Linked DNA regions of Mus musculus: all the other regions are linked to region 1. Evidence: chromatin contacts called from public Hi-C data. All regions are on one chromosome and are shown on one strand. Each heading gives the region's core, a stretch centred on a gene start, on an enhancer-like site or on the middle of the called end of the contact. The rest is flanking DNA. Distances are from core to core; before and after follow the strand shown. Region 1 holds the start of Sugct (succinyl-CoA glutarate-CoA transferase). Region 2 holds the start of Mrpl32 (mitochondrial ribosomal protein L32). Region 3 holds the start of B3galnt2 (UDP-GalNAc:betaGlcNAc beta 1,3-galactosaminyltransferase, polypeptide 2).

Region 1 (2,700 bases), core at 75-2,574:
CTCTGGGGGTGGGTGGGAGAAGAAATGGAGGATTAAAGAAGTTTGTATACGAATGTGGTATGCTGGCTGAGAGCAGTTTCTGTGGACAGAGAACTAGAGCTCCGCCACTTATGGTAGTCTTAGATAATTTCTTTACGCCTCAGGTTACTCATCTGCAAAACTGGGCCAACGTAGTATCGGAGGATTAAACAATCCACGGAAAGGGAATGTTTCGTATCACGTCTGCCATCACAGGAAGAGTTCGGCAAACGCTAGCTATTGTCTTTACCTGGGGGTAGGTCTGCTGCTGCCCTGGGGAGTAGCCGAACTGATGCTGGGACCCCGCGGGGGACCTGGAGTAGGAGCCTGGGTAGCCGCCCGGGGACGGAGACCCGAAGCGGGCCCCCGAGAAGTTGCCGCCGTGCCGCGGAGACTGGCTGCTCCCGTACGGCCTAGCCCGGGGCCCGCAGGGCGGAGTGTGGTGCGGACTCCCGTACCCGTCCCGCGGGGAGGGCGGCCGCGGCCCCCCGCCCAGGGCACCCCGGAAGTTATTTCCGCCACCCCAACCTCCTATCCCCGGGCTGGGGTACGGAGGAGTTGGGGGTCGAAAATTCGGTCGGTGCATATCAGGAAACGAAGCCGCAGAGCTCACACGCCGAACGCCTCACCGGAACCTCTGCGATCAACCGCCAGAAGGAAACTGGTATTCCTCTATTTATACACCCTTCCGGCTCCCAGCGGACTACCGCACCTTAGTTCCGGCTGCACAAAGGTTCCGATCTCACCAAGTTTCTGCAAGAGGGCAGGTAAACAGGTCACTCAATGGAAGAATGGTGGGCGTGTCTGAGAGGAGGAAAGACTGTAAAGGGGAAACTAAATCTCCGGCCGCAGCACGAGCACAGTCGTCAACGGTCTTCCCGGAGACCCCCAGTACACGAAGACGGAAGCGGAAGAGAGGAAACCGATCATCAGGCCTTATTGGCTGTGAGGGTGGGAGAGGGGCGTGCGGGTTCCGAAGAGGGCGGATCAGAGGGGTAGGGCCATCCGTCTTGGAGGCTTCCGGGAAGCAAGGAGTGAAGCGTCAGCCGGATTCGGGGGCGGGGCCATGAGCCAAGAGGCGGGGCCGAAGGGTGTGAGGCGAGAGACTCGGTTGAACAGGATCGTCCAAGGGGGCGGGGCCGAGTGAGACTGAGGTGGAGGCCTGGGCGGAAGCGGAGGGCGTGGTGGGCGGGGAAGAGTGCGAGGGCGACCAGGGGGAGGGTCTTTGCGGAGGGGGCGGGGCTGGCGGCGGGGCCGGGCTGGCTGGGGGGGCGGGGCTGAGGGGGCCTAAGGTCAAGGAGGGAGGTCGCGGGGCGCTCTCGCTGGGGTTGAGGGGCGATGCTGTGGATGCTGGCCAGGGCGGTGGCTTTTCGGAGACCCGGCCGAGGCCTGGCCGGCGGGAGGGGGCTGTGGACCGGCCGCCCGCAGTCAGGTACCTACTGACACTGAGCGCTCGGGCTCCCTGAGGGGAGCGCTCGCGCCTCGGGGGCTCCTGTCGCAGGGCTCATGGCCATGGTCGTGCCCTGCTTCTCTTTTCCACCCCTGGCTTCTAATCCCCCAAGGTTTGGTAACTTAGGAAACAGCACCTCCCGCCAAAAGCTGAGTTTTAGAAAGCAGACTGCTGCCTTGAAAACTTAAGCGAGCCTGTAGTAATTAATGCTGGACTTGAACCCTGCGTTTACGTTCTTGTAAAATGGAAGTTGACGAGGTTAGGAAGTAGAAACAGAAATTTAAAGGGGAAAAAAAAACCCACGAAAACATACCCCAAACTTAAAAATCTTGTAATTATAAAGAAACGGGATAATTAAAAAATGCTATCTTCTGCATAAGATACCTGTCTTAGACATTCCTGTAGAAGAGTTTTGTGGTCTTTCCCTAACTCCTTCAGATACTAAAATCAACTTGGGATTTTAGGACTCATCACATTAGACCGTGGATATGTGAGGGGGTTATTGGTTTAGATTTTTGTGTGTGTGAGTGTATTGTTTGCGTGTATGCACATGCACCATTTAACGTACCTGATGCCTTTGGAGATCAAAAAAGAATCAGATTTCCTGGAACTGGAGAAAATTGTGGTTGTGAGCTACCTTGTGAGTGCTGGGAACTGAGCCAAATCCTCTTGAAAGAGCAGTAAGTGCTCTTAACCACTGAGTCATCTCTTCAGCGCCTGGCCTAAGGTTTTCATTCATCCATAGCATCTTTCTGAAGCATTTTGGCCTTCAGTCTCTGACATCTTCGGTGACATAACTATAGAGTATATCCTCAGCTTTATTCTTTATTAATGGAGACATAAACACAAGGGCTTATGGGGGGGGGTGAGGTTGTTTAATTTTTTCATGCCCCTGCTATATTCTTGGATAATTCAGTTCGACTTTTTTTGTTTTGCTTCATTTTGTTGTTTTGTTCTTTGTTTGTTTTTTTGAGACAAGGTTTCAATACATAACCCAGGCTCGACCACATTTCTTATTTCTGAAGACAAATTGTATAATCATGGAGGGATAATGTCATCATCAGGATGTAATGATATTTTAGCGCCTGCACACTACAGCTTATCTAACATTTATATTGTTCTTTACTGGCCATAATTTCTGTTTTATCTTTTCTTTGTCTAGCTTAGAATCTAGCATTTGAGCAGTCATACTTATGAATGTATATTTATTCACACATACATGTCAGTGAGTC
Region 2 (2,700 bases), core at 178-2,677, 3.1 Mb after region 1:
TGTGAGACTATGCCAGGGCCTAGCAAACACAGAAGTGGATGCTCACAGTCAGCTAATGGATGGATCACAGGGCTCCCAATGGAGGAGCTAGAGAAAGTAGCCAAGGAGCTAAAGGGATCTGCAACCCTATAGGTGGAACAACATTATGAACTAACCAGTACCCCGGAGCTCTTGACTCTAGCTGCATATGTATCAAAAGATGGCCTAGTCGGCCATCACTGGAAAGAGAGGCCCATTGGACACACAAACTTTATATGCCCCAGAACAGGGGAACGCCAGGGCCAAGGAGGGGGAGTGGGCGGGTAGGGGAGTGGGGGTGGGTGGGTATGGGGGACTTTTGGTATAGCATTGGAAGTGTGAATGAGCTAAATACCTAATAAAAAAATGGAAAGAAAAAAAAAAAAAAAGAAAGAAAATGGTCAAAACACAGTCCTTTGTCTAAGTTCATCCATGATGGTTTTTTCTTAAACAGGGAACAATAGTTCCCCTTAACTGCACTTTGAGAAAATATATATAACTCTTTAATTCTTTCTCCCAAAACATAAGGGTCTAAAATCGTTTTAAAGCAATTTGTTAGTGGATCAAGCAAAATACAGAGGTTATCAGTTTGCATGTGCCACAAAAACTTGACAGGAAATCAGCGCCTTCATTTTATACTTCTTAAGCTTCTACAGGAGCACAGGCGAAACCGAAAGCAGTGTGAGCTTCAAAGCACATCGCTGCTAAACAGAGACTAAAACTAAGATTTAACAGCAAATAAGGATCTCCCAAAAGAAAAAGGACGTCTCACACGTCCCATAAGGAGTCTGGGTTTACAAAGCTCTCGCTCAGGCCTAGCCGGGCCAGTAAAGAAATCCTGGACCTGAAGAGAGCAGCTGAAAACAGACTATCTCAAAGCACCCTTCTCCTAGTCTAGAAGGAGAGCCAGTGCTTAGTGCTTGGCTTGGGGCCTCCCGTCCCTCGGCCCGCAACACGGCCGGCCTCAGCCAGGGCCCAGGCCTGGCACGGAACATGACTCTGCAAAGCTACGAGTCCAGCTCCGTCACCGTGCACTCCTACGCAAACACCAGCCAGGTCCGACACACGGGACCATGTCTGGGGCGCTCCTGTGATCTGCGACGCATGGAACCTGCGGGTCCCCCGAATACCTGAATGTAGTCAGCGAGAAGCTGTAACCGCGCTCTGCCATCTTTACCCGGAAAGTCGGAACACAGCCACGCACATGCGCAGTAAGTATGCTTCCTTTAATTTTTTTTTTCTTCTTTGCTCTGATTGGAGGAGAGTCACCTAGGGGTAGCTGGGAGTTGGAGTTTTTGGATCACAGCGGTCTTTGACCCTTGCGCATGCGCAAGAGGGGCCTGCGCATGCTCTGAGCGAGGAGGCGGGGAAGTGGGCGGACTTAACGCATGCGCTCAGCCCGCGTCCCGCTCTGTCTTGAGAAGATCATGGCTCCTTCGTTGCTGCTGCTTTCACTACCATGGCCGGTGCGTCCCGGACCGCTCCAGAGGTGCTGGGAGCTGCTACAACGGCAACTGCAGCAGAGCTGGAGTCGCTTTGTCAGTCCTCCGTGGGGTCCGTAAGGAGAGAGTTCGTGGAAAGAGGGTTGGTGAGGGCTTCCGGGTTGTAGCGTGGTTTTTGGTTGGTTGATTGGTTCGTTATTTTATTTGTTTGTTTGTTTATTGGTTATTTATTTATTTATTTATTTATTTATTTATTTATTTATTTATTTATTGAAACTGTCACCGTAGCCAGGGTGGTCTAGAACTCACTGTATAGCCCAGGCTAGCTTCGTATTTATTTATTTATTTATTTATTTATTGAAACTGTCACCGTAGCCAGGGTGGTCTAGAACTCACTGTGTAGCCCAGGCTAGCTTCGAGCTCCTGGTATCTTGGGCGTTAAATTTGAGATTGCTGTATTATTTACAGTGTATCGCAAAAGTGATAATGCCCAGTCTGAACAGAGATATATTTTATTATATCTCAAGCGCAGCATAATAAATAATTGTCTCCATGTTCTACCTGAGATAATCATTTCAGTCCATTCGTTGTCTAATAGGCCTGTGCTTGGACAGTTTATGTAGTGGTAAGAAGTCCTAAGAATTGAACGAACGTTCGCAAGTCTGAAGAACATAAGAAAGGGTAAAGAAGTGATCTAAGCAATTTAGAAAAACAAAGGTGAAACACTTGATAATCTCATAAATAATAAATCTTTTCTTAGAACACAGGTTAAGATTAAATATTAAGGAAAAATTTAATGGCTTTAGGAACCTACCAGGTTTAAAGAAAAAGGACCTAACTGGATCAGGATAGTGTGGTACAGATGACCATTGTAGTCATCTCAGTGATGTGAGTGAATGTAGGGAGTCTCGGGATTAGATTACTTGTACACTACTTATTACTGAACTGCAGTGTCCCGGATTATATACGGAGGAAATGCTTAGTAGAGTAGCCTGGCTGCTTTGGTAGCTTGCAATAAGAAAGCATTCCAGTTGAAGTATTTTAAATTGCCTTTTATATGAGCTTTAGTATATTTTAATAGCTGGGGATTATTACTAATGTTTGTTGTGTTTAACATTCAAAACTATTTATGTCAGGCCAGCCATATGGCTCAGTAGTAAAGGACCTTGTTGCTAAGTCTCAGGACCTGGGTCCTAGCCCCATGGCCAGTATGACGTAAGGAGAGAACTAACTCTGAAAG
Region 3 (2,700 bases), core at 66-2,565, 3.7 Mb after region 1:
GATTCCAGCAACTCACTCATCTTTGAGTGAGAGAGAGCACAACCCCAACAGATGTTAGGTGGCCAAGCATTTTGTATGTACGGCCCTTTTTTAACTAGTTTGTAAAAGTCTCACAAGCTAAATACGCATATAATGTACTTTCATTATACCACTTGGAAGTCATTCTTTTCAGTCACACAAATAGCCTTTCCAAAAAAATGGTGGTTGTCTAATAGGAAAAGAGATCACTACTAAAATAACCCCAGTGTAATCTGGTAACAGTCGGAGTTTTGAGGATTGCTAAATAAGGTATAAGACTTGGTTCTGTGATGGCTGTGAAGAACTGTTTTAAAACTTTCTGAAAAGAAAACAGCTGTTTGGATATGAAATGGTAAGATAAATCCTAACGTAGTTAAAAATTAAAGCATTACCCTATCTTTAAAATGGCTATAGAGTTCTCGACATATATAAGCATTCCGGGAAAAACTTGAAAATGACACACAGGAGACAAGAAAGTAGTGTTGAGGGTGGCAGGACAACACTGGATACGCACTGTGGGCAAACGCACCTTCAGATTGTAAGGCGAATGAGAACAAAGATTTCATTCCCACGATGGATGAAGTTTGGGAACAAATGTACGCGAAGTTAAAGAAGAATCCGGTATTCTTAGGCTCCTTAATTAGCAAGCTATCCAAGCAGAATACAGGGGCGACTCCACTCACAGCTGAACCCTAGTTCACGTCTAGGTCTTTTCCTGACTCACCTCATGATCAGAGACCACAAAGTACAGTCCGTCCCTCCTCGCTGCAAAGTGAGTCCTGACACGCAAAGCCAACACCGTCAGCACCGGCAAGCTCGCTCCCCCACCCCACCTCGGAGAGAAGCGCCCCAAGTTGTGACCAGGGCCCTCCCTCGACCACGACGCGGGCCGCTGAGCACACGCTGATAAGAAACGAACAGTTGGGTTCGCCCGACACTAAAGAAAGACTCGCTTGTTCCGTCCGTTCTGGGACGTCCGAGCCCTCCCTGTGCCCCTTCAGCCATCCCCCGCGGCCTCCCACGAGCGCAGCGACTCAGCCCCTCACCTCACCTGCCGCGCTGGGCCCGGTGTTGTGGGGGTCCGGCGGGGAACGGAGCCAGAGGTGCCAGAGGTGCAGCGCGGCCCCGAGCACGCAAGGGCACAGCAGCACCAGCCAGTTTCGCATTGGCCGCTCCCACCTCGCGCCCCCGCCGCGCTCTCCCGCGTCCCGGCCAATAGCGAGGGGACCTAAGAACACCGAGTGCCACCAGGAGTGTTCGCGCCCACGCCTGGCGTTGTCTCCGCCGCTCTCTCCTTAGATCCGCACCACGAGCGGCGGCCGCTTCCCGGCCAAGGCCACGCCCCCGCGTGCGTGGCCTTCCCACCCGTTCAGCCCTCCTCGCTCTCGCCCAGCCCTTCAGTCCGCGTCCCTGCACGCTCCTGTCTGCCGGAAGGGCGGGAGCGGTAGTCCCTCGCTGAGCCCAGGAGGGAGGCGTGCCTGAGATTGTAAGCCCGAGAAACTACGTTTCCCAGAGAGCTATGCGTGCTGCTACGCAACGCTGGAGGCGAAGTGCACACACGAAGCATGCGCGTCTCTCATCCGGCCGCGGTGCCTTAGCGGCACACTGAGCATGCGCATCCACCTTCTTGCTAGGGTTCCCCTGTAGTAAAGGCGGGTACCGCACACGGGGAACCTGCACGTTAACTGCTCAAGTTGCTGTACGACCCCCTCCGCTGTGGACATTGCTGCAGGGCGCATGACCTCGAGGAGCAGTTGCCCAGTCGGGGCAGGTTTGTATGGCACCTCAGCGCTCAACGAAATAATAGTGTGCTCCCCTGACCTATCCCATAAGAAGCGCAGCGGGGAGCCTGAGCGCCGAGTAGCAGGGAGTTTCCTGCTTCCCTCTAGTAAGCAACGGCGGGTGAGGAGGACGAGAAACACCGGGGCTTGCTATGGAAAGCGAGGACAGAGGAGAAGCCCGGATCTGGAGGCTGCCTGGGTGCGCACGCGCTCCTCACTAGGGTAACTGTCGGGAAGCACAGAAATGAGAGCTTCAGCTGCCAGATGACTTTGAAAAGTTCCCACCAAGTTGAGGTGACCAAATGTGTGAGGGCTGGGTTTGCAAAAGATCCATCTCCAACCAGCGTTAGGAAACGAGCGGACTTCACTGGAGCCACCTCTCAGGCTCAGCACCATATTGCCACTGAGTAGCGGTTTTGTATTAAAAAAGCAATTGTAGTAACACACACACACACAGACGCCCCCAGTGTCTCACGTAGTTAACAGGAAACTATTCTGCAGAGGATGGCCTTGAACTCTTGATCTTTCTGTCTTCATCTCCACAAGTGGTGCTTTGGGATGGAACCCAGGGCTTAATCCTTACTAGGCAAGCCCTCTACCAACTGAGCTATATCCTCAACCTGACACTGTTAAGATTGACTTTTTTAAAAAGATTTTATTTGATTTTTTTTTTCATTTGTGTGTGTACGCATGTGCAGGCTGGGGGGGGGGGCGTCTATCCCATCCCCTGGAGCTGGAGTTTCCCCGTGTTTGTGAGCCACCCTGTAGGTACTGGGAACTGAAATTGGGTGCTCAGGAAGAGCAGCCAGATCTCTTAACCATTGGGCCATCTCTTCAGCCCCTTAAGATAGCTTTTTCTTTGGCTATTTTTGCAATGTTTTTAATTTCAATTTTTTAATTT

Evidence for each region. Hi-C and Micro-C count contacts between places; a contact is called where the count stands out from the background.
Region 2: a contact with region 1 is called in a Hi-C map of uterus, with 5 times the contacts expected there. The contact joins the promoter of Mrpl32 here to the promoter of Sugct in region 1. A contact is called at or near these places in 2 of 39 promoter capture datasets (cranial neural crest and pre-B cells), 13 of 484 Hi-C or Micro-C datasets (B cells, CD4 T cells, CD8 T cells and 7 more) and 2 of 9 other capture datasets (adipose tissue and liver).
Region 3: a contact with region 1 is called in a Hi-C map of uterus, with 7 times the contacts expected there. The contact joins the promoter of B3galnt2 here to the promoter of Sugct in region 1. A contact is called at or near these places in 2 of 39 promoter capture datasets (frontonasal cranial neural crest and pre-B cells) and 4 of 484 Hi-C or Micro-C datasets (B cells, CD4 T cells, cardiomyocytes and 1 more).

Annotation. Positions count from the first base shown.
Region 1 is chr13:17,693,389-17,696,088 of GRCm38.p6, reverse strand. Sugct (succinyl-CoA glutarate-CoA transferase) reads left to right here and starts at 1,324. Exons shown (of 14, transcript NM_138654.3): 1 at 1,324-1,450. The coding sequence starts at 1,357. It overlaps Mplkip (M-phase specific PLK1 intereacting protein), which reads right to left and starts at 676. Exons shown (of 2, transcript NM_025479.6): 1 at 269-676. The coding sequence starts at 604.
Region 2 is chr13:14,611,764-14,614,463 of GRCm38.p6, reverse strand. Mrpl32 (mitochondrial ribosomal protein L32) reads left to right here and starts at 1,427. Exons shown (of 3, transcript NM_029271.2): 1 at 1,427-1,572. The coding sequence starts at 1,446. Psma2 (proteasome subunit alpha 2) reads right to left here and starts at 1,222. Exons shown (of 8, transcript NM_008944.2): 1 at 1,149-1,222. The coding sequence starts at 1,189.
Region 3 is chr13:13,953,289-13,955,988 of GRCm38.p6, reverse strand. B3galnt2 (UDP-GalNAc:betaGlcNAc beta 1,3-galactosaminyltransferase, polypeptide 2) reads right to left here and starts at 1,315. Exons shown (of 12, transcript NM_178640.3): 1 at 1,070-1,315. The coding sequence starts at 1,184.